Linked DNA regions of Mus musculus: regions 2, 3, 4, 5 and 6 are each linked to region 1. Evidence: chromatin contacts called from public Hi-C and promoter capture Hi-C data. All regions are on one chromosome and are shown on one strand. The core of a region is the stretch at or near the end of the contact, and the rest is flanking DNA. Distances in the headings are between cores, read along the strand shown.

The links. Promoter capture Hi-C pulls out the DNA fragments that hold promoters and counts their contacts. A called contact is a pair of places that touch in the nucleus more often than the background predicts.
Region 2: a Hi-C map of the N1E-115 cell line shows a contact between it and region 1, with 7 times the contacts expected there. A contact is called at or near these places in 1 of 39 promoter capture datasets (hippocampal neurons), 2 of 484 Hi-C or Micro-C datasets (the N1E-115 cell line and cerebellar granule neurons) and 2 of 9 other capture datasets (embryonic tail and embryonic trunk).
Region 3: a contact with region 1 is called in a promoter capture Hi-C map of hippocampal neurons, with 5 times the contacts expected there. A contact is called at or near these places in 1 of 39 promoter capture datasets (hippocampal neurons), 3 of 484 Hi-C or Micro-C datasets (cerebellar granule neurons, cerebellum and cerebral cortex), 6 of 130 datasets of targeted methods (astrocytes, differentiating embryonic stem cells, embryonic basal ganglia and 3 more) and 1 of 9 other capture datasets (embryonic trunk).
Region 4: a contact with region 1 is called in a Hi-C map of the N1E-115 cell line, with 21 times the contacts expected there. A contact is called at or near these places in 3 of 484 Hi-C or Micro-C datasets (the N1E-115 cell line and cerebral cortex) and 2 of 130 datasets of targeted methods (acute myeloid leukemia and astrocytes).
Region 5: a Hi-C map of the N1E-115 cell line shows a contact between it and region 1, with 6 times the contacts expected there.
Region 6: a contact with region 1 is called in a Hi-C map of the N1E-115 cell line, with 8 times the contacts expected there. A contact is called at or near these places in 1 of 484 Hi-C or Micro-C datasets (the N1E-115 cell line) and 1 of 130 datasets of targeted methods (microglia).

Annotation. Positions count from the first base shown.
Region 1 is chr19:15,798,630-15,803,373 of GRCm38.p6, forward strand. No RefSeq gene overlaps it. Among named protein-coding and RNA genes, the nearest start is that of Gm24319, 120 kb to the left of the region's middle.
Region 2 is chr19:14,868,349-14,873,092 of GRCm38.p6, forward strand. No RefSeq gene overlaps it. Among named protein-coding and RNA genes, the nearest start is that of Tle4, 270 kb to the left of the region's middle.
Region 3 is chr19:14,888,485-14,893,228 of GRCm38.p6, forward strand. No RefSeq gene overlaps it. Among named protein-coding and RNA genes, the nearest start is that of Tle4, 290 kb to the left of the region's middle.
Region 4 is chr19:14,954,186-14,958,929 of GRCm38.p6, forward strand. No RefSeq gene overlaps it. Among named protein-coding and RNA genes, the nearest start is that of Tle4, 360 kb to the left of the region's middle.
Region 5 is chr19:16,596,036-16,600,779 of GRCm38.p6, forward strand. Gna14 (guanine nucleotide binding protein, alpha 14) reads left to right here. Exons shown (of 7, transcript NM_008137.4): 3 at 2,905-3,059. Among named protein-coding and RNA genes, the nearest start is that of Gm41811, 15 kb to the left of the region's middle.
Region 6 is chr19:16,323,714-16,328,457 of GRCm38.p6, forward strand. All of the region lies in intron 3 of Gnaq (guanine nucleotide binding protein, alpha q polypeptide), which reads left to right. Among named protein-coding and RNA genes, the nearest start is that of Mir496b, 11 kb to the left of the region's middle.

The DNA of each region.
Region 1 (4,744 bases), core at 1,637-4,136:
AGACCTTCCCCATAGAGGTCAGACTCAGAATGGCGCACTCTTCCTCTGGTCTGAGTGTGAATGTTGACAGGATGTCTAGGTTCCAGTGTTTACAAATGATTCATGAGCATGTGCAAAAAACTAAACTAGCAACTGCAGCTTTCTCCTCCCCAGCATTTACGGCCTGAGACCACTGCCTACAGAAACCTTCTACCAAGACTAGTGAACTTTTTCTCCTGTGTGATATACAACGTGTAAAAGCACTGGGGGCTCAGCACGTTCATTGTCATTGTAAGCATCACTCTTCCAGAGGGCACATGGCCCACTCGACCCCAGCTTTTCTCTGTCCCCGTGCCTATCCTTTCTGTTCTTTCTGCATCATCTTACCACCCCGTCATGTTTCCAGGACTAAGGATGCAGCACATTCCTGAAGGGAGAAGGTCTCTCGGGCTGCCTACTGGAGGTCCTGTGACAGATGTTTCTATCCCATGGGTCTTTGAACCCATTTTGTCGGGAAGGGCTGCTTCTTAACTGGCTTTCAGACCTCAAATTTTAACTTTGTAAAAGCCACGATGACTCCAACGTCATACAAACAAGCAAGGGAGAGGCAGGAAATTCAAGTCTCAAATTCATTCACAAGCATAGCTCCCCCTCGTTTCCATTCACTGTCCTGAGGAAGAACTAAGGCTCACAGAAAGGAAGGAAGGAAGGAAGGAAGGAAGGAAGGAAGGAAGGGAGGGAGGGAGGGAGGGAGGGAGGGAGGGAGGGAGGGAGGGAGGAAGGAAGGAAGGAAGGAAGGAAGGAAGGAAGGAAGGAAGGAAGGGAGGAAGGAAGGAGGGAAGGAGGGAAGGAAGGAAGGAAGGAAGGAAGGAAGGAAGGAAGGAAGGAAGGAAGGAAGGAAGGAAGGGAGGAAGGAAGGAAGGAAGGAGGGAAGGAGGGAAGGAAGGAAGGAAGGAAGGAAGGAAGGAAGGAAGGAAGGAAGGGAGGAAGGGAGGAAGGGAGGAAGGGAGGAGGGAAGGAGGGAAGGAGGGAAGGAGGGAAGGAAGGAAGGAAGGAAGGAAAGGAGGGAGGAAGGAAGGAAGGAAGGAAGGAAGGAAGGAAGGAAGGGAGGGAGGAAGGAAGGAGGGAAGGAGGGAAGGAGGGAAGGAAGGAAGGAAGGAAGGAGGGAAGGAAGGAAGGAAGGAAGGAAGGAAGGAAGGAAGGAAGGAAGGGAGGGAGGAAGGAAGGAAGGAGGGAAGGAGGGAAGGAAGGAAGGAAGGAAGGAAGGAAGGAAGGAAGGAAGGAGGGAAGGAAGGAAGGAAGGAAGGAGCAATAATAGAAGGGTTCTGTTGGCATCAGCTATTTGCACTGTCTGACATCCATTCAACACTCTCTTGACTAAACAGCTGTGCCCAGTGGGCACAACCCAGGGTTGACATTTTATTGGCTTATTTCAAGAGGCAGAAAGCTGTGATTCTATATAGCCATTGTCACCTTCTCTTCTCTGAGCACAGGGCCAGCTTCAATAGCAGCTCACCCACCTGGTCAAGTGAGACATGGTTGTCCTTCATGGCATTGGCTGCCACACAGTAGGAGAAATAGCCACTAACAGTCATAGCACAGGTCCTCCCTCTTCAGTAGCTCAACTGATTTTTCTTGAGTTTATTTAAGCATATTTTTTTCTAAAGCTATTGTAAAAGTCCTAGTCTGATTCTAGTTTGACCAATTTAGGTCAAATACTTCTTTAGGAAGAAATAGCATCATGGGGCAGAATATACAGTGTTTCGTTACACTTAAATTCCAGATAGACAACAGGTTTGTGTGTGTGTGTATGTGTGTGTGTGTGTGTTCCATATAATATCTCAGATACACTTTAATAAAAGAACATAATCGTTTATCTAAAATTCAAAGTTAACTGGGTCTCCTTTCGGTTTTATGGCTGTTGCTTTGCTAATTTGAGCAAGACCCTCCATCAGGAGCCCAAAATAGGTGGAAATATAAAGATTTTTATTACATCTGGATAACATGTCCACCACCCCAGCACAGAAGACCAAAGTCCACCTCACTAAAGACACATGTCCCCTGAGGAAAACCAGGTACAAGTCTAGAAGACGAAGGACAGACATTGATCAGCCAAACACAGCAGATCTGTCCAAAATCGAAGTGGGTGTGGCTATGGAAAAGGAGCGTGTGGTTTCAAAGGTTTTCAGGGGCGGGGCTGGGGGGGGAGGGGTGATGTGGGCCAGCTGAGGGGGGGGGGAAGAAAATTGTGCAGGCTCCTTCTCAATCTCCTAAGGTTGTGTTTTTAGCCGTACACATTTGCCAGATTGCTTGAAAAAAGGCAACAGCTGTGGGAACTGACAGTTTACAGTTGGGATAAATCGCATTAGTGAAGTATTTCAATTAGAGTGATATCGAACTAAAAAACCAAAGTCATCCCTGAACAAATAAATTAGCACTTCAGTTCGTGAAGTGGAAGATTTCAACAGCGCCTACCTGCCCATTGTTGTGCTGATAGTTCCTGATACTGCCCTTGTAGGGATGGCGCATATGTCCTGCTAGAGAAGGACAATTAGTCAGGATCAGTCTATAACTAGGTATTTGTTTCATTCCTGACCAACAGCCAAATTTGGTCTCAGATCAGCCTGAAATGTCCCTAATGGTGCATCAGAGAGCCTTCCTGCGGGGTCCTGGTACAGCCCACCAGCAGGTCAGCCAGACGACACAGGGCTGGACTCTCTTTCCCAAGCTAATTCATCTACACCGGTAGCACTTTAAAAATCAACTCAGAGACCGGTCTTGCAGCAGATGCTTTTTCCGCCTGCAGAAGATGAATGTGAAGAACCACAGCTCCCTTGTTCTCTCAGGGTCGGGGCCAGCTCAGCCCACAGACTGCAGGCAGCCAGGGGCTCTACAAAAGCCTTCTGTTCGCCTGGCCTCCTTTTCCTTCCCACCCATTCTCCTCCTCCAACATCACACCCGGTTCTCCCAACTCCCCACCCCAGCCTGAGTCGCAGCAGAAATTTTTCCTCTGCTAGCTAGTGATTCCGGCTAATTAGGTGGCTGCTTTCATTTACTTCAGCAGTTGGAAGAGGGGCTAAAATAGCATTGCCCCTATTCGTGTTGGAAAAATAAATCATGCCCATTGTTACTCAAGATCTTCCTCTCCCCCTCCTTCTCCCGCTCCTTCTCCCCCCCTCCCCCCCCCCCCCGCCCCCCAATCAAGCAAATTAGCAGCTTGGTTCGTTTTCCTGGCATTCACTCCAGGGCAGCCAGCAGCACCCCGGAATGTGGCTTGAAGGTGTGTGGTCAGTACAATTGTTTGGAGCTGTTTGTGCCAACAATGGGAGGAAATGCCTGTCTTCCAGAGGACACCGAGTGGCACTTGTCTTCCTTAGCTTAAGGAGGTCTTACCAGCTGCTGCCAAGCCTGGCTTCTCAGGAAGAGATACACCGCCATCTATTGGTCACGGAGGTTAACGGCAATGCCTTTCTCTCCCATATTTGCTCGAGGCCACTAAAGGACAGACAACAAAGCTTCTAGTAAGTTCTAAAAATAAGCTGATTCTTTGTACCTCGGAGTAAGACGGCGTTTTCCTCTAAGGTTGCAACTCTAAGTGCAGTGCAGCGCGTGACTAATACTTCCGCTGTGGGGCGCTTTCCGTGATGCTGGTTTCCAGGTCTCAGGATGGTTGGCTGGCATTGTCTGAAAGAGCTTGAGGCTCACCACTTCTCCATCCGACCTCAACTATCTTGGGTATCAGCACTTCTGGGTAATGGTTCTTACGCTGTAAACCTTCATATCATCCTTCTCCCACCCAAAACAAGCCCAGTTTCTAAGACTGCAAGATGGGGAGGGGCATTCAAAAGCTTCCTGCATTCAGAGACACTTGTCTGTGCACTGAGGATCAAATGCCAAGTCTTTTTGCATCCTGGATCCTGAAACAAGCAACTCCCCTATTCCTGACAACAAATGCTTCGGCTGCCTTTTATTTCATTCTGTTCTACATACATGAAGGACATGATTGCCTCCCTGGTTTCCAGTTTTAAAAAAATCCTGATTTGATTAGCGTTTGTGTAGAGATGGACGATCATATACAACCAGTCCATCGCAATATGTTGGGTTTGGTTTGTGACTCTCAATCAGGGTGACTGGCATGACATCCAAGAGTCTTTGTTATCATATTGGAACATTTTGGATTGACACAACTTGACAAGGTGTTGAGCGTTCTACAGCATTCAGGAGAGACCCACCACTAACACACACAGCAGAGAGTTATCCAGCCCAAACTGTCAATAGCACAGATGCACTAGGAGTCTGGTTTAGAAAAGGGGGAGGGGGAGGGAGGGGGAGGGAGAGGGAGAGGGAGAGGGAGAGGGAGAGGGAGAGGGAGAGGGAGAGAGAGAGAGAGAGAGAGAGAGAGAGAGAGAGAGAGAGAGAGAGATCGCCCTCTGGTAATGGGGTTATGATAACATTGATTGTTCTCAAATGAGCCACACCGCAGAGACAGAGGATAATTCTCCTTCTCCCAAGTCAGTATTTACTGCCTTTTTTTCTTCTTTAGCTCTTCCATTTTAAACATAATTTAGCTGTCTTTTTCCCCCCTTCTGCTGCTGGGAAGAGAAAGGGTTGGAGGGGGAGGGGAAGGCAAAAAGAAAAGGAGGATTAGAGGCTTGACCTGTTTCTCGGGAAGAGATGCCACATCCCTCTCTCAGATGTGCTTCGTGACCAGGCAGGGTACAATTAAAAGCACAATAATTTGCTTGTTATTCAAGTCAGGCATTAG
Region 2 (4,744 bases), core at 1,358-3,857, 930 kb before region 1:
CAAATTAAGGACAAAAGCTTATGAGCACATACCCATTTCCTTGGGTATTGAGGAATTATTTCTACTGACAATTTGCCATAGCTATGACCTAGCTACTAATATTTTATTCTTTTGCTTTGTTTCATGTTGTACCATACTCCACCATCATTTTCAAAAGCCACATCCTAAATATACCACTTACACAAAAATCTCCTTCTCAACCTGTGCCCAGAGCATGGAGAATAAATAGGTCAAAATTAAGAGATGTCCCTAATTACCCATGGTTTAGCTTTATAGATCTCATTATCCCACTAGTTAAAGCCATCTGTGATGGTTAACATTGTCAACTTAAAAGGCACTAAAATCACCTAGGAGACAAGCCTCTAGACAAGCATGGGATGGATTATGTAGATTAGGACGACCAAGTGAGGTGGGACGCTCATGTTAAATGTGGATAACACCCTTCCATCCTCTGGGTCCAGGACTGTATAGAAGAGAGAGAGATGGATGAACACTGACATTTACCCCCTCTCACCCCATTTCTGTACTGTGAAGACAATGTGACCAGTTGCCTCAGGCTCCTGCCAACATGGCTTCATCATTCGGCAAAATACCCTTGAACTGTGAACCCAAACATACACTTCTTTTACCAAGTCAGGGACATTGACACAAGTCCCAAGGAAAGCAGCTAATACACTGTGTCTTTTATATACCTTCCTAGGAAAGAGATTTTTCTCAAATACAAGTATGTGTCTGACAGTCTCAGATTTCACTATCATCCTGGGGCCAGGAGAAACACCAGTGCCTTGGATTTAGCAGGATGTCAATGGCCCTTCATAGTCCTCGAAGCTCTGCACCCTGCCCAGTCAACATTTGCCTCACCTGATCTGGCCTACAGCTTTACTGAACCACCTGTTTTACTCTTTTGCGTCTGTGCTTTGACATAGAATGTTGCCGTTCTTTGGGTCCCTTCACTCGTCTTTTAGGTCTCCAGTTAGATATTGCTCCATCAATAAGAGCAGATCTGTAGCTCCTGTATCTGTTGGATGTCCCACAATATCTCATGGCACCTTCTACACACTCCTCAGGGCTTTATGACTCTTCATAAGCATAACTCATTTACTTGGCTTTTATTGGGGGGGGGGTCTGGAGAGATGGCTCAGGAGTCACTTAATTGGTCCTGTAGAGGAACATAGTTTGTTTTTTAGCACCCATAGGGCAGTTCATAACTATCTGTAACTCCAATTCCTGAGGATCTTGCTCTCTGTCTGGCTTCCTTGGACACACACATAGACACACCTGTAGGTCAAACACCCATGCGCATAATTTTTTTAAATAAATGTTTGTTAGAAAAAAAATCCTGTTAGGGTTTGAATCCCAATTTCCCCCCTATAGTCTCATAGTTTAAGCAATCATTTCCCACTTGTGGAGCTATAGAGAGAGACTGAATAACCTTTAGGAGAGGTGAGCCTGTCTGGCAGAATGAGGTTGAGAGGGCAGGCCTTTGAAGGTTGTAGGTTGGTCCCTGGTTCTTGCTTTTCTCTTTGCTTCTTGATCTGTTTGTAATGCGGAAAGCCTTTACCACACACTGTTGCTACCATGAACTAGACTTTTGCCAAACTTTCCCTTCCATGATGGACCAAAATCGCTCTGACATTATGAGACAAAACAAATCTGCTTTGATGATTTCAACTTTAATTTATAGCATCCGTGTGAGCTGGTGTGTGCTGCCTGCATTTTTGTCTTCTGCCCATGAGATGGTTTGTGCTGAAGGGAGATCAGTGACTCCTGTGACTTCCCTCCTACCTTCTCATCCCTGAAGTTCAATCTTTTATTCTTGCCCATTGAGACACTTTGCCAATCCTGTAGTTTTTCAAGTCTCTTTGATATTCAGATAATCTAATTTCTGGGTTTTTCAAATCCAACTAAATCTTAACCAAACTTCAACCTCTTATTCAAAAACCTCTCTCCTTTCTCAACTCCAGTCTCTACTCAGGCTCTGGAAAGAGCTGTGAGGAAAAGTATTGCTCTGTTGGTGCTTCTTTCTCTGGGGCTAAATCAACAAGAAGCAATAGGGGGCAGACCTCAGTGGCATTTGGCAGGGTGCTGGTTTATGCTTCTTAGCAATTGAATACCACTTAAGGCACATGTCCAAATTCCATGTGAAAGGGTTTAAAGTGTTCTTCATGTCTTTGTCCCTGACACTACTTCACCTCTGACTTTGATTCTCCTATCTCTCTGCCAAATCTCCCCTTATATTTCTGTTCCAAATTCTAACTCTGTGTGTGTGTGTGTGTGTGTCTGTCTGTCTGTCTGTCTGTCTTTCTCTCTGTCTCTCTGTGTCTTTTCCTCTCTCTCTGTCTCTTTCACATTTGTGGGACCCTAGGCAGAAGTATAAACAAAACTCCAAACTGCATAGTCAGCCCGTTTGACCATCCAAGTCAAGTTAAAAATGGTTTGATAAAACATGTTGTGTTCGCCATCCTTAAAACTAATGCCTTCATAAGAGCAGAGGATTTGAGAGTCTAAGGTCTAAGGCAGGAATCCTTCATGCCTTGGTCTAAGGAGCTCTACTGTCCTTGAGCATGGTCAACTCATACCCACATGCCTTTTCAGCCTTCAGTTTGCTCAGAGAGAAACTCACACTATTTCATACTCAAGCCTGGAAGGGTTGGCTGCTCCTAAGTGTCTGGTAGCTGTGTGGCTGGGGTTGTCGATAAGAAACCTGCCTCCCTTCAATCTGGTAGCTTACTTGCACCTTCAAGGAGAGCCTTTGCTACTCATGAAAATAGCTTGTCTTCACTACTGTGTCTGCAGTACTTTGAATATGCTTGGGACATGATAGGGACAGTCTAAATTTGTTGAATAACTGGAGCAGTAGAAAACATCCTGTTCTTCCCCTCCTGAGGAATTTCCTTAGACAACAGTATTCTGATGCCCATGCCTGCCCACCACACTGATTATTCTCCTCAATTCGTCCCTAGGCTCTCATTTGTGGTGATGAGCTATGAGTCATCAAGTCATTTAAAGCCACCTCTTAGCTCTGCATGGATGAGCAGTGGGAGGTACCAACTGCTTTCTTGGGCTTTAACTGGAATCTTAAGGCAACAGGAAATGCTTCATTTAACAAGTTCTGTGTGATTTGCCTGGTTCATGTCACTTTAGCTGCAGAGGGTAGATTTGAACCCAGCATTAACTGCTTTCAACGAGACAAACGTTCTCACTAGACCAGGCTGCACTGGAAACCATGGTAACAAGTCAGGCAGGGAGCCTGCCTATGGGAGCCTGCATCAGTGCAGTGCAAGTCTCTCTGCAGCCCAGGGCAGCGTGATTGCTGACTGCTCAGATCAAATCACTGGCTTAGTGACACACAACTGTTTCAGTATCTCATTTGGCGGCTGCTTTATGTTCACTGTCAGATGCTGGACTCAGGGGATTGGGGGAAGCGCCCCCAGCTTGTTTGAAAGTTCAGTCAGTGGTTGCACAGATGACTTGAGACCGTTTCTGTGATCAGCTGTTCTGTGATTTGCACAATTAGAACAGCTTTCTTGCCGGAAGCCTTTGAAGAACAATTACAAAAACAAATAGCAGTCACAGTAGCAGAAGTCATAGCAGCAGAAAGAAAAGAAAAAAAAAAGGAAAGAAGACAGACAGAAGTACCAAACAAGACAGATGCCCCTCCTCCACCCTGCCAGGACCATGCACATCCTTTTGTGGAAATGTTTTCATGCCAGGCCTCAAAGGGTCAACCTTATTAAGAAAAATAGCAGTTAGCTTCCTATGCAATTACCACAATACATTGTAAACCATTATTCTGTAATTTTTCAGAAATGAATAACTAGAAGAATTCTCTCTCTGGAAATCTATTAACATTTGGACAACAAAGCCAGCAGTGATGTGAAAGGCATGGCTGATTGGAATGGCATGGGGGCAGTCCCTTGCTCATCTGCCTTGCCTGGATGCTGGTCCCACAAACAGCAGCCTTTTCCCTGTCCTCTGATCCTGATGGTATCTTCTTTTCCTTTTTTTCTCCATGTTTTATTATCTAACTGTGCTTGAATGAGAACATTCTAGATCCTGGTAATCAACTCCCTAACACTACCGGGGTACATTATAATTTACCACATTAGAAAACAGCCTACCTCACTTTGTAGACAGGAGACTACAAGGGATTAAGAGGTCAAGACACAAAACAAACTGGAAAGCCATGTCAGAACGCTCTTCAGACCATCTTCTTTCATATAATTCCAACATGCGTCCTCTAGCTTCTCAGGTTACAGTGTGTCTCACCCAGAGTTTATTTGTAGTAAATAAACACAGAGAGCACATGTAGACGATAGAAAAATCAAAACATGGAAAGAAACGAGCAGAGTGGTGTCACCTAAAATCTCAGGGAGTACAAACATCTATTAGCATTTTCATGTCTGTTCCTAACTCTCCCTTTAAATAATTTTAAAGATGGCAACATATTAGAAAGACTGTTCAGAATTTTTTTTTTACAGTTTCTTATAATTTATATAAAGTATTCTAATGATTTTTATTCTTATTCCTCTCTCATTCTTCTGCCTCCTACTCTGAATAGAGCTACTATCATCAAGCCCCACTCCCACCCAAACTCTTTGTATCTCTCTCTTTCTCTGTCTGTCTGTCTTTCTCTCTGTGTGTGTGTTTGTGTTCCTCAAACAACAAGAAATACAAGTTAAACCTTGAAGAAAGACTGCTTTTAATTAATTAATTAATTTTTACATTTTCTTATTTACTTGTG
Region 3 (4,744 bases), core at 692-3,191, 910 kb before region 1:
TTTGAAGGCAGGTGCAGTTTCCATGCCTTTGACAATGGAGGTTATCTGAGCATCATGTAAATTTCTACCCTTGACAGATTTTAGTTTTTGAATAAATGTATCCCTGCCCTATCTCTGCAATTACTGAGCAACTCATAGAAGCTGTTTTCTTCACTGTGTATGCATAATTGGTGGAGAATCTTCATATTTTTATAGAATGTCAAATACGGAGAACCTAGGGCGTTGTGCGGGGGGGGGGGGGGATAGGGACTCGAGTTAAGCGTTATCATGGAGTTCTTTCCCTTTTATGATCTTCAGGAGTGGGGAAAGGAGTGATTGCAGCATCTTTCCCATAGCCACTTTCTTAGCTGCTCTCCTAGCTGTTTCCATGCAATTCGACGGAATGTTGTCAAAGCAGCAACTAATGGAATGAGTTTTGTCTCCCCCACAGTGATTTGGATTTTGGTTCTGTGTTCACTCATCCATGATAGTGTACGGAACAAAGAGGGAGAAGGCTAAGTAAAGCAAGCAGTGGGGGTGGCGAGGGTGGGATAGAGGAGCTGCTGGCTATTAAATTGGGAAGGTAAATAGACTATGATAGTTGCTGATCCCTAAGGGCCATATCCATTTCTCTTGAGTAAAATTTACATGCATCACTGTGTATAGAGCTCTCAGTGAGTTCAGGTTGGTATGGTAATGTACCACAGGCTGTGTGGCTTGTAACTAGTAGAAATTTCTCACCTCTCTGGAGCCCGCAAGTCTGGGGTGGAGAGCCCGAGAGAGTTCTCTGGGACTCTTTTGTAAGGACGATAATCCCATCCACAAGGGTCCCACCCCATGACCCAATTGTCTTTCACAGACTCCATTTTCTACTACAACCACCTAAGGAGTTAACATTTCAAAATACAAGTTTGGAGGCATAGTGACATTAATACCAACAAGGAGTTTAGAAGAAACTACATCTGCTAACTTCCTATCGCATGTCAGGTATGGGGAATATACCAGGAAGAGTGTAAGAGCATTTTTCTTTCGTAGTTTCCTTCTGAAGGTCTATATAATGTCCTGATTAACTGCTTATCCATGTAGCTACCTTGCAGAAGGCAGAAGGCAGCTTACAAAATGCAAACATGAAGTAAGAAACACATACTGAGCATCAGTTGAGAGGTGGAGGCATGGACACAAAGGCATCCTTGTCTCTCTGTAAGATCTTCTTCCTACCCAACACTGACTGGAAGCCCATAACAAAGGCAGGCCACCCCTTGGTGACTGTATCGATTTCCTTTCTGGCTCACAGGCTATTTCTGCGGTTACACATACCCACAGCATAGCCAAGGCGCTTCTCTATTCCATGCTATTAGGGAGGAGAGAAGGCTGTACCTACCCCAGACTGGTCCCGTCATCCTCTGTCCCATCTTTTGTGTCTGGAGTTCATACTGCCTTTTGTCATTTCTGCCAGTGGAATTTTCAAAAGCAAGAATCCAACTTCCTTTGGCCACTCAGAGAGTGTACAGTATATTTGATGTCTGGGACATCAAACAAATGCTTGTGCTCACAGTGCAGAAATAATCCCAGACAAAAGACAACTGTGGCTATGCAGAGAATACCAAAGAGACAGGGTCAGGAAATTACCAGGCAAGCCAAAGAAGAGGCTGTTCCACAAACTCAGTTCACCAGTGAGAACAGAGGGGAGCTTGCTGCCTACACGCTCAGCTGATAACACCAGGAAAGGCTCGTCAGGCCTGAGTTGGATCCTTCTTCCAGACCCAACTTGGAATAGTCGGGGGAAACCTGCGCGTGGCTAATTAATAGTGAACTCAGCACGTGCACCCCCAAGGAAAAGACTGGTCCGAAAAGACTATGACTAGACCAGCCAAGGCTCTGATGTGAGTCTACGAGGAGAGTCTCCCCTCCCCTTCTTGTGCTGTGGCTTCCCCAGAGGCCAGGGAGCCGACGGGAAGCTGGGGTATTTCAGCACTCTGCTCTCTCTTTCTCACTTGCTCTGATGGTCCACCCCTTTCCATCCCCCTCCTCGAGGCCTAAGAATTAAGGGGTGAATTAATTGGAAAGGTGGGGGGAGGGAAAGTCAGGACCTGGGAACTGCAAATCAAAGGAGCCTGTCTCTCCAGAGGGCTCAGAGGGAACCCTGTTCACAATAGCAGTTCAAGTTCACCTTGTGTGAAGGGAAAGAGGTGTTTTAATGGCACTGTAGGAAGAGGGGAGGAGAGGGAAAGAGGGATAGAAAATCAAAAGAGAGAGAGGGAGAGAGGAGAGAGGCGCAAATCCAAATGTCGATGTGTAGACACAGTGAGGAGAGCCTGCTGGCTGACAGGGTGATTTATTGGATTCTTCCACTTAATCACTGCCGGCCTGTGGCCAAACGGATCTCCAGCAAAGCTGAAAGGCAGCCGAGGGAAACAGGCTCATAAGCATAAAGCCGCATAATGGTGTTCAATGAAGTGTGAGACTTTTAGTTCAGTCTCGCTGAGCCGGCCGCACCGCCGGAATGTCAAAGAGGGATTGTGGGTGGAAAAATTATGGATTTAAACTGCTAGCTGTAAATGAGGTCAATATGTCTGGTTCATAAACAGTCCGAGCCTATTCCAAGAATGCAGTGAGGGGGAAAATTAGCGTGAAGCCAACACTGTAGACAAACCTCATTGAGATATAATTGCAGCTATAAATACAAGCGAAAAGCTTACCGAGTGCAATAAAATACAGACACGCTTTTTTATTTCCGTCTTCTTCCTTCTTTGAATCCATGCATTTGTTAAGGCTGCGCATCTCTAATGCGCCTTTCATCTCCCCCTCCCTCTCCTAGTGACACCCAGTGTTGCAATTAATTGAGTGTTCTTGATTTCTCATTCCATTTTATTCAGGCGAGATTGGAAAAAATCAAAGAGCACATCTAAAGCATTTTCTCCCCCTTTGCCTCTCTATTTGAATCAGGTTGAAATGTGCGTGTGAGGGAGAGGAAAAAAAAAAAAAAAAAGCCGTGCTTATTTTTTTTCATGAAGAAGAAAGATCCAAGGAAAAAGGCTTTTTAAAGTAATACATCTGTGAGGTCATTTGAATCTCAGTTTAATGAAGGGAATCAAAGACATCTATAGAGTCTTATGATGGGGATTCCTGCGGGGGGGGGGGGGCACCTTATCTGGCCTCGTGAGACAGTGACTCAAAATTAATATATATTTTTTCACGTTCTCTTTTTTCTTTTCAAACTCCAGAGAATCTCATTACTTTGTTTTGCACTTGAGCTCAGGGGACAGAGGACAGACATTAGCAAACTTACTTTGCCCGGTTTAAAAGCCGATACAGTAATAAATTGAAGTCTAATAGCTCTGGTCAGGCTGTCTTTCCCCTAAACCAATTGATTTAAATGGCAGTAATTTGGCCAGCGAGGCTAGTCCTGTTTAAATTAAACCCATTAATATAATAGCTCAAGTCCTGAATGAAATCCATCTGCAGGGAAGGCTCCACCGGTCAGTAGTTTCATAACTGTGAGGGGATGTCCTGAAACGCCCACAGTCGAGCAAGCAGGAATTACAGATTACAGGCGAGACCCTGGTGTGTGTGTGTGTGTGTGTGTGTGTGTGTGTGTGTTGCGGGGGGGGGGGGGGAGGGGAGAGATAGAGAGAACACACACATTCAAGTGAGAAACTGCCCTGATGATTCCATGGGAAATGACCTTGGTCATTAACAATGAGAGGTTAATTGTGTTAATAGCAGCAAGCAGAGTTCCTGTGGGGAAAGCCTGAAGCTTCTATCTCCCTCCCATCCCATCTCACAAAGGAGATGCTTTTCCTTTTTAACTGTTCTTATTAAGCATCATAGACCACCCAAAAAAGCATGTTTTCCTTTCAGTGTGGACCACAACCCTTTGCCACTGAAGGTCTGCATGGGTGCAGATTTCATCATTGGATATCAAAATAATGTCTGTACTAAGTACACAGTTGGTTCAGATGTGGGTTCTTTGCAAGTTTATGTTAAGGTGTCCACACCAGAGGGCTTGGTTTGAACATCAGGAATGTAGCCGGAGTTCTCATCTCAGAGTCTGAGTTAGTGTTTAAATCAGAGCAAATTGTCTGCCATCTGTTCAAAAGGGAGCACGCTTCTTAAGCAGACCGGGGAAAGCCTGGCCGGGGGAGCTGTGGAGCCCTGAGGATTTCACCACGCATGCACATTTGACAGATGTCAGTGAAATAACATGGATGTCCACCAAAAAGATGAGACTTTCCGTTAGTACAGTAGGAGGTGGCTCAGGTGTGACCACAAGACTGGGGCTGAGGATCTGGGGTACTGGAGGTAATCATGGCTTTCACCCGTTTCCACACCTTCTGTTTATATGATTGTCTAAGCCTTGTGGCACTCTTGGACACCCTTTCTGAGTTTATTTAATGCCTAAGAAGGAATTAAAAATGGAAATGCTGCTCTGCTCATGACTCTTGTTGGGGTCTATGAGAATACATAGGAATGAGCTTGGTCTCTACAGCGTGGAGCATAGCTAGACAGCAGCAGTTCTAGTCATGTGAGGAATTATATGACTTTATTATATGCATTATGTCATTGTAATTTTGTTCAAAATCTAATTTTGAGAAAAGATTGCATAGTTGCACCCAATGGTTAGTAGATATTTTCCATATTTTGGGCATTGTGATAGGGTATTTTACATAAGCTGTTTAATTTATTTCTCAAGCACTCCTGTGGGTGGAGCATATATTCTTATTTTTTATATCACAAAGGAAGAAACCTAAGTTCTATTTGTAAA
Region 4 (4,744 bases), core at 731-3,230, 850 kb before region 1:
AAATAGGAAGAAAATGGAGGCTGTGTGTTCTCTAGTGTCTGTTCCTTTTGGATGGAGAGAAAGAAGGCTCCGATCATGGGCTCCCTCCGTCTGAAGGGGCCTCTGGGCCAGTGCTTGGCTGCACTTTGGAGAGCAAGGCTCTATGGGAAGAAGCTCTGGGACTCTACTAACATAAATAAAGGAGGAAGGAAAGAAGGGAGAACCAGAAAGAAGGGTGGGAAGAAAACCAGATAGAAAAAAGAAAGGAGGAAGAGGAGGAGTGGGGTGGGGGGAGAAGAAAGAAAAATGAAGGAAGTTTGATTGGAAACCATTAATCTAAAGTAAGTCTCCTGCTCTGATCTCCTCCAGCCTCAAACGCATATTAAATAAACAAACAAAGGGACATGGCTGTCCTAATACAATTTTATTTATAGGATGCTGAAATGTTCATTCCATATGTTTTACATATCAGTAAATAAGATTCTTTTCCTTTGTGATTTGGACGCATAAAACTCATTTTTAACTCACATAGTCTGGTATGCAGTCTAGGTTTTGCTTTTAGTCTGTTCATTATTCCTCAAATTTCCAGCTAGAATTAGGAACCTAAAGATGGAGGAGCACTATACACCACTGCTCTGCTTGAAAACCAGTTTCCAACCTCATCCACAGCTGGGCAGGGCATGCCAAGGACACATTGTCATTAACTAGACACAGTGGGTCTGTGTGTCCAGGAATAAGTAGGTGGTGGGGCTTGGTGAATCTCATTTTCTTGCCGGTAAGTCAAGATATGTTTACCTGGCATTTTGATGGTGAAACAAAAGCTACAGAAGCACTCTTATGTAAACTTGGTATACTATTATATACTATTAAAGAAAGTGCAAATCTATCAGGAAGAATCTGAAACCCCTCCACCCCTACCCCCATGCAAGTGCCACAGACTGAAAGGACTGCCTGGGTAGGAGATCTTCCCTAGACAGTGATAGAGCTTTCCCCATCAATCTCCCTGCATCCCGGCTTCTGAAGATTGGCTGGCTCACCTTGTTAGTACACGGAGGAGACTGCTTCATGGCTCTTTGCCGGCTGTCTCCATATGACACAGCTCACAGAGTTATACCTCCCCAGCCAAAGCCTGTGCTTGCTCCTAGCTTAATAGCTGTCTGACAGAGCACCCTTTCTACAGCACAGCATCAAAAGTGTTCTTCCAAAGGTCAGACGCAATATGCCTGTGGTTAGCTCATTTGGATATGTAATCAGTTGTCTTCCCAGGGGAGGCAGGTAAGAAGTTTTGTGAGAGGACCTCCTCTCGCTTGCTGTAGTAAAAACATTTCTTAATATTTTAAAAGTGCCTTTACAAACATGAATTTTAATGCATCCCACCGAGCTTTTCTAAGCCCGGTGTTTCTCTGATGACTGTCATCCACCCTTATCCTCTGCTACCTATAGTGACTAGGCACCATCGCACTACATTTTGCCCACCTTCCTGGGTTCACATTTTCTTCTGAAAGTGTTGAGGTTTCTATTGTCAATGTTATGTTTCCCTACTTTTGCTCTGCTGAATACATCTATGATTTTTTTTTTCACAAAGAATAAAACAATTCCTCACAACAGAGGCCCTACTTTCTTGTTTCTGACACTATTTATTATAATTTTGTATGCTTCATCTAGTATACACATTTTACATTTTCTTTCCTTTCTTCTTGTTTCCAGAGCTTGCTTCCTAGAGCAGAGTTAGATACAGACATTCTCAACTAAGACACTTTGGAGAGGGCTTTGCGCAAGCACTTTTTAAGAATTTGGTTAAAAATGTAGTCACTCTGCCTTTAGGTTTAGGTTAAGCCACATCATTGCTGCTAGTGAATCAGTCATATGATATTTCTGCCACTGTTCTGAGCTCTAGGGTTTCAACCTCTGCCAGGCTTCATCTCCCTATGTTCCTGTCATTACCACACCACCAGACCAACGGCTTTCCCGTGAGCAGTAGTGAAGCTTCACCATTCTGTGGTTATGTCCTTTCATTCCCACCCCCCTTTTTTCCCCTCTAAATCTCCTATTGTGCAACAAAATGCTAACGTTACATTACAATCATCCTCACTGGAGTTTGACACTGGCAATGCTGACAGAGTTAAAGATAACTTTGTAAAGCCTTCTCATGAAACTTGGACCACAATTTTTATAAAATGGGGGGAAAATCACTCTTAGCTAAGAGGTAGGAAAGAGCAGCTTTTTTTCCTTTGAAAGGACTTTTCAGTAGTTTTAATAACAAGCCGTTCTGGGCCTTTGCTATTGTGTCTGAGAGGCAGCAGTATCCCTCACTTCTGCCTTCTGAGCTTGAACAGTGTCACTTGAATTCAATTAAGTACAGCCCTCCGGTTACTTTTATCTCAGGGTCAGCTTCTAATTGCAGGGATTGTAGCCAAGCTTCTTCCCAGCCCCCGCTGCTCTGTGACAGCTAAGGCCATAGTGTGACACAGCAGAAAGCTGGTGGCTGTGGCTGTGAGGAAGGACAGAGGTGAGCATCCTGGCTGTCAACCTGTTTCTATAAGTAAACTGCTCTTCAGAGTCTGTTCTAGTTACTGTAATCCTAGAAGACAGAAACCAGTGTGAAGATGTTCTATTTATTTATGGTAAGGTAGAACACCACCACCTCACTTACGAATAAAACCCAGCTAGCAGTCTTGCTGGACTGATGACCACCAGAACACAGACCACAGTCTCTTGAATATTGAAAACTAGGTAGGCAAGCCACAGCTGGGTGAATGTTGGCGCACAGATTAGGACGCTCTCACGTTTAATCCTGAAATGCACGTACCTCATAACTGCCATGTGTGCTCCAGTGATTAGAATTCACCCAGGTGAAGAAGGCAACTGAATTGTGTGGGGGCACTGGCTTCCCACCTGTCTGCAAGTGTGCAGGAACACCAGAGGCACTGGTTAAAGTACAAATGCTCAAAGGATCGAAGACTGGTGCAAGTGCAAGAGAACAAGGAGCCTGTCTTCCCTGAAACCCCGCTGCCACCTCCACCCCCCTGCACTATCCCTGCAGCCCTGGAGACTTTCAATTGTGTTCTTAATCATGCTCCTTGAGACTGAGTAGGGGACCTTGTAATTCTCTGTATGAGTCAGGATCACAGACAGGCTTTTTCCTGAGCATTTAATGAAATGACGGAATACAAAGAAGTGAGCAGAGTTAAGGGGAACAAGCCTGCGGGTGACGCCACACCCTTGTGCTCAGACTGGTGGGAGGCCATTCTCCATCTCAGAATCAGCGTCAGAGCAAGGAGTATGTCGGGGAGGAGCATTAAAGACCATCTCATCACTGAGGGTCGTGAACTGCGCCATGCTGTAGATAAGAGCGAGGGAAGAAACAGACCTCTTCCGGGCTCAATCTCGGGCTTTCTGCAGTGGTTCTTACTGGCTGAAACCAGCTGACTTCAGAGGCATGCCAGGCCCTGCTGATTCAAGCCTAGTACTAGGCCAAGGACTAGTACTAGGGTGGACAGGGCTAAAGAGACAGGACACTGGCATGTTCTCCTCACATAACCCTGCCTCTGCATTTCCCTCAAACTCTTGGCTTTCCTTCTTGATTTTCAACTCCGGGCCTTATGCTCTCAGTTTCCCTGCTTCGCAGGATTTCCTCGCTCAGCTCGCTGTGTGTGCCATAGCATAGTGCGATTGGCACGGAAGGTCGGCTCCATATGGGGCCGGGCGGCGCCTCCCATCTACCCTGCACAGCTTTGCTCAACATCCAGGGTACGCAGAGCACTCGCTCCTGCCAGCGCCTTCACCTGCGTGGGCTTTGTAGTCTCAACTGCCTTCCGGAACAGGAAACCTTTTCGGCACCAATATTTTGAAGTCACGCTTTGAGGCTGCAAATCTGTCACTGTTATATCCTTTCACATAGTGCCGTTTATATTTTGAGTGTTGCGTAGTAAATTGTAATTGCCACCAACTAAAATAGATATAGGAAATAGGAAGTGTGGGCATTTCTCATAATTTCCCATTCTCGTTGAATCTTCCCTTCGGTGTGACTGCAGTAACAGCTCTTGCATAAAACACCAAGGAACATGTTGGCCTGAACCGAAGAAAACTGCTGCGTATTCTCAGCAAATTCCATTAAGCTTATAGTTTTAGGCCTAGTCGATTTTCTCTCCACTGGAATTTTGAAGATGCCCATTGAGAATACATCTATTTGTCAAAGCCCAGTTGACTAATTTAAATTGCTGTGAGTGTGGTCACTGGGAATGCATGACCAGATGAAGAAACGAATTATATTGTTTCTACCCTCTTTATGGGGAGCCAGGAGGAAAGTTCAGATCTATGTTAAGACCTATGGTGCTGCTACTGACTAGCTCTGGGCGCTTTTGTATCCTCTGGACATGGGGAAACTCCAGTGTATGGATAGGATTTTCCCTTGCTTCAGCTAAGCGTTACAGTGACATGTAAGATTCAGGTCCAACATTGCTGCCATGAGCAGAACAATTATGTGTATCCCCTTACCCTCCTGCACCTGGATCTCCACCTTAAAATGTCATCCCTAAGGCACAGGATGGGGCATTTGGAGAGGCAGCCCTTTGGAAAGGCCACAAACGAATGCAATTGGCTTTTCTCACGAAAGAGACCCAAAAGGGAGACCCTTCAACACTTCTGTGTGTGAGGAAAAGCCAGCCCTCACCAGACACAGACTGCCCTGACTTGCAGTCTCCAGAACGGTATTAGCCACTTGATCGAAGCTACTGTGCCACAGCTGCCCAATAGGCACAGACCG
Region 5 (4,744 bases), core at 1,461-3,960, 800 kb after region 1:
ATCATTACAGTTTAGTCAAGGCCACAGGCCCTGCCTCTTATGTGGATTATCACCATTCACTATAGCTGTGCATGTGTGCATGTGAATTATAGGGGGAGCACCTCTGGCACAGCTGCCTGCTATTTCCTTGGTAGCAATGCTTGCAAGACTCCAAAAACCAATGGCTGTGGAGCCTCAAAGCCTCACTCACAAGCTTTAGTAGAGTGTGCAGCGGACTCTGGACATGGGCAGAGTTGTGAAAACATGGATCAGAGACTGTAATTGACAATCCTGTGTTGCAGAGAACTTCCATTTTGAAATATATATACATTTTTAACCTCATTTTTAAAGCAAAGCTTGCTGCACTTATGGATAGTGAATGTCAATAGACCGTTCCCATAGTATCTAGTTAGGTTTTTTTTTTTTATCATTGATAACATACCAATGAATATTAATTTTAATTTTAATTAAAACATCATCTGGAAAAGAGAAAGTTGTTCAAGAGACCTCCCATACATCCTGGTGATTAAGTTAGTGATGGTGTATTATTTCCTTGAACATTGCCAAGAGAGTAGCTCTTTAGTGTTCCTTACCATGCAAAGATCATACACACACACACACACACACACACACACACACAAAAACATACACACATACATACACACACACACACACACACACACATACACACACAAACACACACACACACACACACACACACACACACACACACACACATACACACACACAAACACACACATATACACACACACAAACACACACATACACACACACACACACACACACACACACACACGTCTTAAATAGCTCGGCTTAGCCATATACATTATTTACATAGGTCAAGAGAACATGTGGTATATATACCATAACTATGTAGAATCAACTTGCCAATTAAAATACATAGACAAATGTAAACCACAAACCCTTACTTACCTAACAAAAGGCCCCGCAGAGATGGCTGCTGTGCTGGGCAGTTGACAGAGGAGCAGCCCCTGTGATGAGGGCCTGGCGGGTTGGGCAGCCTGCTGGGTTGCAACTAGAAGCTCACTGTACTTGACAGGGACACTCAGCAGAAGCCAGGGCCCTAGGTGAAGGCACCACCACTTCACCTGTGGCCCTTTCACGGGTGGCCTGGGAACTTCCGTGTGACATACTTCTGTCTTCTGTGTTCCCTCTTCCAGCAGCAAAAATGTTGATTTTTGAGAATCGGGGAAAGGAAAGTTCTTGTTGAGCCCTGTGTTTCCCCTTCTTATTAGTATATTGCAGTTGTGTAAAATAACGAGTTATTCTGCCACGTTCATCCACGTCCGTGCTGAACTCTCTATGAGAGCCTGGTCATCGGTGATGTTTCTGCAACTGCTGGCTTGCTCCCAAACTCTTCTGTCTTCCAGTCTGACTGCTTCTCCCTGAGACTCTTAAGACCAGCAGGCTCACTTTATTCATCTGCTTCCTGGGCATACATTGATGCTGACCAACCTTCCCCCTCCCCCATCCCTCTATTCCCCTCATCCTCCCCCACCCCCCCTGCCATGTAGCATGGCAGTGCCCCACCCAGTCCTCTGTCAACTGTTTGGCTTTAATTCTCAACAGCAAAGCTGGACTTCATTGTTAAATTTAAGAAAACAGCCTATGGTGCATGACATGCAAGAAGGGGCGGAGTTAGCGAGGTAACTGGCTGAGAGGCACCACCGTGAATCCCCAGATTCCTCTGTGGACTCCCCCCTCTCTGCAAGGCGTCTCCCCACACTAGTCATATCCCATGGCTGTGGATTTCTGACATGCTACATAGATACATGTGCCACATGTGTTTATTGAGCTCACATTATCAAAGAAAGCACCAACTGCTTGCAGAAAAGGAGCTGAACTCTTGGATAAAAGCACAAGTGAGATTTTTTACTCTGCTTTTGTGGAGTTTTCCCGGACTTGTTTGAAGACAGAGGCACATGGCCACTTCAGATGTAGAGGGTAGAGGGCAGTCATAGGGCAAGAGGAAACAACAGAGCGGCAATGGGAAGCCAGAAGGTTGGGGACAGTACCTATGCTCTACTCAAGGCCCTCCAGGACCCTGGATCACGCTCTCTGGCTAAGGACAGTGGAAGGAATCACATGCAGAGGTTCAGGTGCGATGGATATGCGCTAGGATTGCAAGTGAGAAGTATCCACTGGGCATACACTCTCACAGAGCTCCTGCCTGTAATCCTTAGTGTGCTAACGGAGTAATAGCTACAATAAACACTGTCTAGTAGTTGTCGTGCAGAGCAGGTGATCTGGGAGTGGTTCCTAGGTGGGAAAGAACTGTGCGCTGATTGATGCACAGGACTACGTGGCTGGCATATGGGAACTTTCTGTTGAGCTGAAGATTTCTGCTGAATCTTAATGCTGCTCTACAAAGTAAAATCTACTTCAAAGAAATACAAAGAAAAAGAAAAGGAAAAAAAAAAAACTTAAGAGGGAGAAAAAGGGCAGGGTGACAGTTGGCACTGATTTTTCCGTTTACAGAGAGAGTGTGTCCCTGTTCTTACACCTGGGGCCAGTCCACTTCTAACCAAACAATCCTGGTTTGTGACTGATACAACAGTTTATGTCCATTGCTGGCTACATAGATGTTGGAATGAACAGAAAGTGGGAAAAGTGAAAGTGGCTACAGGGCGTGGGTGTCTCTGTTCACACCTGGGTGCCGGGTCTGAGCAGCTGCCTCTGCTATTGCTGGACTGGAGGCGCAGGTCTAGTGCGGTCTGTTTCACGTCTCTAGACTGAGCAACCAAATCACCCCGCCTAGTCTTCTGGTTTCTGAGGGTTTGGCTGTGCACAGCCCAGCACCTGTCAGAGCCCTCCACCCCAGATCATCCCCTTATCTGTCATGCTTTTCTGTGCTCAACGTGGTATTTCCTTTCCGTTGGACAGGAAAATGCCCAGATCATCAGGGAAGTGGAAGTAGACAAGGTCACTGCACTCTCTAGAGACCAGGTGGCAGCCATCAAGCAGCTGTGGCTGGATCCCGGAATCCAGGAGTGTTACGACAGGAGGAGGGAGTACCAGCTGTCAGACTCTGCCAAATAGTGAGTACTCAGCCGGCAGCTGCTGCTAAGCCAACTCTGCAAGGCTTCACTTCCCAGGAGGCAGAGAGGCAGGGGGTGTGGGTGGGGGTGGGTGGGGGAGTGAGGATGTGTGTGGGTGGGTGTTTCCCCTGACCTCCTGGCCTGCTTCTTGGCCTCTTCTCCCCTAATTCTCTGTCCCAGATGTCCCTTGGGGTTAGCAGCCACCTTCTCTCACCCAATTAAGTTGGAGATTCCTTTAGTGGAACGGATCTAAGTTTTGGAGCAGAGGTTATGATTTAAGCAAAGAACACACCTGCCTGTGGTTTTTCCGCTTTCTTCCTCTCTGTATCCCTCTGGAAACTGCAGGCGGGCTTAGGCTTTGCTTAAATTGGTTGCCGATCTTGTAGTGCCCTCTAGTGATAGACATTGGCATTGCAAGACCAGCACACAGGCCTCTCGGCTGGCTTATTTGACCCTCTCAGAAAGTCAACCACTTAATGTATTTGGGATCCATAAAGCTTTAGATTTAAACCATCAACATCATCAAAATTTCTATCGCATACTATCTTGGAGATATCACAACATTTCTTCTTTCTTAAGAGTCCCCTAGGGCTGGCTGTGACCCACAGGTGACTGAGCACACAGCTTACTTCTTGGGGTTGCAGCTTGTTTATGCTCCTGCAGTTTGGTTCCTCCTCCCAGGACCACGAAACTCCCCAAACCCACTCCGTTCCTTTTACATGTTGGCCTCTTCCTGAACTAGCTTGGACTGGACAAAGCAGCTGTCAGGGAAGGCATCGTTAAGGCCCATGGCTTTTAATGACTTTGCCTAGACATTTGTCCCATGCAGCACTCAGTTCAATCCAGCTTGGCACAATTGATCTAATTACATCAGCAGAAAAGCACGATGTCGGGGGGCAGGGTGGGGGGAGAAGGAAAGAAACCACTAAGACGCTAGACTGGCAGCAGAGAGGGGAGGAAGCTAGCCTCCCAATGAGATGAGCATTCTGTCCAAAAGCTAGTGGGTTCTCCTGTTTCCTCCCAGAAGCGGCCCACTGTTACTGGCTCTGAGATGAGCCTCTGGATTTACATCCATTTGGAGAACGCTTGCCAGAATGACTGTAAGATTAACTCAGCGTAAATCTTGAAAACAGAAGCAAGTCCGCTCGCTGCCAGGCGTGTGAGGGGTGACTGGGGAGGTGAACAGAGTTGTACAGAAGACAATAGCATTTAATAAGGGAAGTAGTTGCCAGCCTTGAGCGTCATGGATATGGTGGTTACATGCCTAGCTACCAGCACTGGAGAAGTGAGAGCAGGGGGTCAAACATTCTTAGACATTCTCAGTCAGGTGAGTTTCAGGTCAGCAGGCAACCTGAGTTAGACCCTGTCTCAAAATAGCAAAAAAAGCAAAATGAAACAGAACAACAACCCCCACCCCCACTATGACATAAGTTACTTGTGCATTTTCTTGGTCCAAGTCAGTGGTTCTCAGTCATCTGCTAGTAATGTCTGCGTAATTAGATGTCATTTATACTGTGCAAATGAGTGTACCAGATAGTGTGCTAAGGGCTATGTGGCAACCAGTTAGTGACCTCTAATCTCAGACAATGTAGTCTGCTGGTTCAGTCAATCAATCAATTAATCAATCACTGTAGTGTGTCTTCCTTGCCTCCCACTTAACCTAATTTTGGACCGCTTTCCAGAGT
Region 6 (4,744 bases), core at 1,153-3,652, 520 kb after region 1:
GTTGGTAGACAGCTTGCACGCTACTTTCATGACTTAGATGGAATTCTGTGAAGACTGGTGTTCTGAATTAACACAGAAGTAAGTTTTAGAGTGTTGAGAAAATAGTTGGCTTTTGTTCCTTCAGCTTTGTCCAGAAACATTTCGTGCCACCCTGAGGCCTGATGAGGAGTGAGTCCCAGAGCTCTGGATTGAATGCCCCGCCCCTGCCCCCAGCAGTGCCTGTACACAGCACGGAGTGTCTAGTACTAAAGATGAGGTAAATGGCCAGAAATGTTCAGTAGTTTCTTTGGCCTTTGAGAATGAGAGCTGTTTTCTGCCCCATCTTGATGTCTAGTGCTTGACTGATGGTGGCTAAGAAGACTGTAATTGGGTTAGCGTTCTGTAGGAAAGATTTGATTTTGTAAGATAAAACATGCTCCCAACTTGTGACAGCCCTGCCCCCAGCATAGATGAACAACCCAGGAGCCTTGCTTTCTTCAAGGGATCCTCAGAGTCTTTGAGCCTCCTTCCTTTTTGGCTCACTGCCTATTTAGCAGCCTTCGTACCTGACTGGCGGACTCTGATAATCTTGGTCATTATTACTGTATCTTCTCAATTTAAGACAGTAAACTGAAAGGCTAGTGGAATTGTTTGATGGTTAACAGCACTTAGAGCTTTTGCAGAGGACTCAGGTTAAGTTTCCCATATGGTGACTCATAAGATTATATAGTAACTCAGGTTCCTGGGGATCCACTGCCCTCTTCTGGATTCCGAATATGTGCAGGCAAAACAATTCTATACATAAATAAATCAATAAATGAATAAATCAATAGGTTCAATGTTGTCTTGTTATATGTTAAGTCAAATTAGGATGGCCCATCCATCAGTCTCTGGACATGGTCATCATGCTTGAATGTCAGGGCCTGGTGCTACAGAGTAAACCTCTAAGTTAAAATAATATGGCCTTAGGAAACTGGCTTGTGTTTAGAGTTAGCTCTCAGCTGTGGTCAGTGGGACTTCTCATAGGCCCATTGTTCATATCACCAGTGGGTATGTGCAGTACAACTGTACTCATTGCTACAGTACCACTCCTTTAGGAAGGGATTTAGGTCTTTTATCATTTGGTTCATTCCCACTTTCAAAGAAGTTATTCTCTGGTTTACCATGGACTTTGATTAAAAGGTATTAGTTGAAAAACTAAGAAAATTCTGTGCCATTTCTGATTTCTTTACTCTTATTTCTTCTCTTTTCTGCCTCTAGCATCCCCCACCCTTTTGTGCACATAATTCCCTACTGCAGTTCATGATCACCTATCCTTTCTTATTACATTCTTAGTTAGCAAGTTACACTTGGGTACTTAATTGTTTCTCAATTGATTCATCTGTACTATCTTTGCTTCCCAGGTAGTCTGACATCCCTAAGGCAAAGAAGTATATTTTAATGTATTTTCATACCAGTTCCTTGTGCCAGCCACCAACTCCCATCAAAGACACGCGGAATTAGAATTTAACATAATACATTCTCATTAAACAGGTATATGTTATCTGAATTAAGCATAGTCACTGCACAGCAAGGCAGATAAGAAGCAACATTCTATTGTTTCTTGGTGTTTCAGAATTGGGTCAGAATTAATCAACACCCTTGAAAGCTGTCTTACAAGAAAATAAATTAGAAAAACTCAGTAGGGGAACTAAGGGCCTCTTTTGCCTTCCTCTGTCTCTCTCTTTGGATTTTGTTGTTTCCTTTTGTTTCCTACTTAAGAGACAGTCCATTTGTGTTGCACCAGTACAGTACCTCAGGCTCCCTGCCACAAACAATCCTGCTTAGCTCCCCTCTCCCCACCCCAGTAGTAAGGGCTATAGGTGTGCATTGTTGTGCCTGGCTGTGTGTGTATCTAATACAGGCTTTGTCTGTTTCTTTGTGCAATATAGTTGTGAATCTGTTGCTCTTGGCCTTGTCCTGGACTCAACACTGGGGTCTGCCTGGCACACAGAGTTGCTCGGTCCCACTGGTCTCTTTGATAATCATTTTGAACAGTATGTATATAGAATTAATATGTTGAGTCTCTTTCCTAAATGCTAAGTTCTTTTCAGGATACTCAGGATATTTGCTAAGGGGAAAAAATACTTTGTGAATTGTTGTAGTTCTTTTGTCAAAGAGAGTCGGGACCCATTCTCCCTTCCCTTTCTCTTTACTGTGGAGATTACTCTCCCCTGAGATAACGTTCTGAAGAATCGGGATCCATAACACTACTTTGTGGCCTTTGCCTTGCACTTGGGATTTCCTATGAAAAGCAAACAACGTTATGTCCAAAACTACCCGTAATAAATGCTACCGGTCACTGAGCACTAGCCATGAGGAACGCTTACTTCCCTTTTACCCACTGAGTTCACTTGAGACGGGAGTGCTTGTGTAATGAGTAACTGCATTCAGCTAACAAGCTGAACCAGATTCCTGGCCAATCAGATCAGAGGGAGGAGGGCCGCTCCATCCAGGCCTTCAGACCTGGGTTGCTTTGAACCTTGTCTCAGGGTAGTAGATTTCAGAACTGTCACTAAACCATTTTTTAAAGGTCTCTCTAACAATGTTCCAGTGGTTTGGTTTTTTGTTTTGTTTTTTTAACTCTTTTTCTCTGGAATTTTGTGCTCATCCAGCTCTGGACAGAGCTGTGTCTGGGCTTCTTCCTTGCCTTCGCTGCTTTCTGACAGTCAGATAGGATCTCATGGCATGATCTAGCTTTCTACTCCCAAGGGACTGGGCCTCTCACAATGAGGTCTTGTTAATTTTTTTTAATGAAGGCGACCTAGTTTTTGTAACCTTCTTTTTAATAATTAAAAATATGAAGCCTACCCAGCATCATTTTTCTGTGCCACGATTTTATCTTCATATCGAACTTGAACTGCAAATCTGTAACATGGCAGCCTTGCCATGGAGACACTTAATAGGGGTTAAAATCCCCCAGTGCCAAATATCTGCCCAGTGAGCATGCTGTTAATGCCACAAGGCACTGTTTTATCTTGTGTTTAGCTGGGTTTGCATCACATGCCAGAAACTTCTTTTCTTACTTACTACCCACAGGTCCTTTTTTCTTAATGGTGTACTTGCTAAGGTCTGTCTATATGCCTCTAACTTTTTCTTTAAAACTTTTTTTTAAAAAAAGCTAGTTCACTTATATGTTGCCAAATCTTATTCTGGGTTGCTTTCATTTAAAACTGGGAGGGACAATTGAGTTGTTCAAAGTTACTCTTATGCTCACAGTAGCTCAAATTTGCTATGGACAGACAATCATTAAAATTAATGATCACTTAGAATCATATCCCAAGCAAAAAAAAAGTCAAATTTAATTTGATTTGGTCATATTATTTTACCGAAGTCTCAGCTTTACTCTTTACTTTTAATAATTCAAAGCATGGGTATAGCTCCTTTTTTCTAAACTTAAAACTTTATTGTTTACAGCAAGAGATGATCCTGAAGTTAATTGTAACAAGAAAGCAAGCTAGTGGGCGTGGCTGCCTTCATCCACTCATGTATTCAAACATGCTACAGGGAGATGTTTGGGGATTATTACTTGGAATTTTATGATGACTTAACCCAAATAAAATCTTGGGCAAACTCCTTGCATAGCCCATGAATTTATCCAAGAGCTTTCATATCTTTCGCTTCTACCATAAAGCTGTAAGTCTAGTGTGCCATTAAACTCCAGGTGACTCTGTTGCTGTGGGAGAGGAACTGTGAGATTACTTTAGCTCTTTCTTTGCCCTCCCTTCCTTTTACTGAAAACCAACAGAACCCTATATAACTTTGCTCCATTCAGGAGATTCTCTCAGACATGTCTGTTGATCGGGTCAGCCTCCTCGGTTGTCACTGGACTGGATAGAAAGCCAGGGGAGAAGCTGTACCCTGGTGAGTGTGGTTGTACCAGTTACGTCATCCCGTGGACAGGGCTGAAGTCAGGAAGCATATCTCTAAATGAAGTTAAACCAGTGCTGCCCTTCCTCTGTTGTATTGAAATTTGTCAGTCGTTTTAATTCAGAATTTAGTTTTTACATAATGCAGGCGAGCTATGTCCCAGAAGTGTAATCACATAAGGATGGGTAGCTAACAGCCCCTTGGCTCCTGGGCTGGTTCCTAAGGAGTTCTCTACTTGCCTAGCCATTGCGCATTTCTCATAAAATAGTTTTCATTTGAGCAACACACTGAGCGTATGTTCCGTGGCTCCCTGCCGAGTGCTGGTAAAACAGCCACAGAAAAAGCTAGTCATGGACCCTGACCACTGAATCTGAGAGCATGTGGAAGAAGGCTAAATATGTTTAATTAACAAGTTCCAAATTATTTGGTGTCTTAATATAGCAAAAAGTCATCAAAGGCCTATAAGATAGGAGTAAAGAGGACTTAAACAGGCAAACCTACGTTTTCTAAAGCACTCTTAGATGTGGCTTATCTCCCAGATAATTAAGTCCCATGTATACCATGACTTCTTCCTGTCTCTGACATCAAGGAAAGATCTTCCGCCAGCTACCTTTTACACATGCATTGCCTTGGCAATGTGCCTGTGCCATCACCATAGCAACACTCTCAGAATGACCTCAGCAGCCACTCAGAGTCAGTCTTACAAAACAAATTATTTCTATAATTAACTCTCTGAATTTACTCTGTAATATAAATTTGCTTAAGCCCTGGTGCTTCTTTTTAAAAGGTTAAATGAATGGAATAATACAACAGGAACCCACCCACCCCCCATTTTCCATCAGTTTTGCTGAGAATA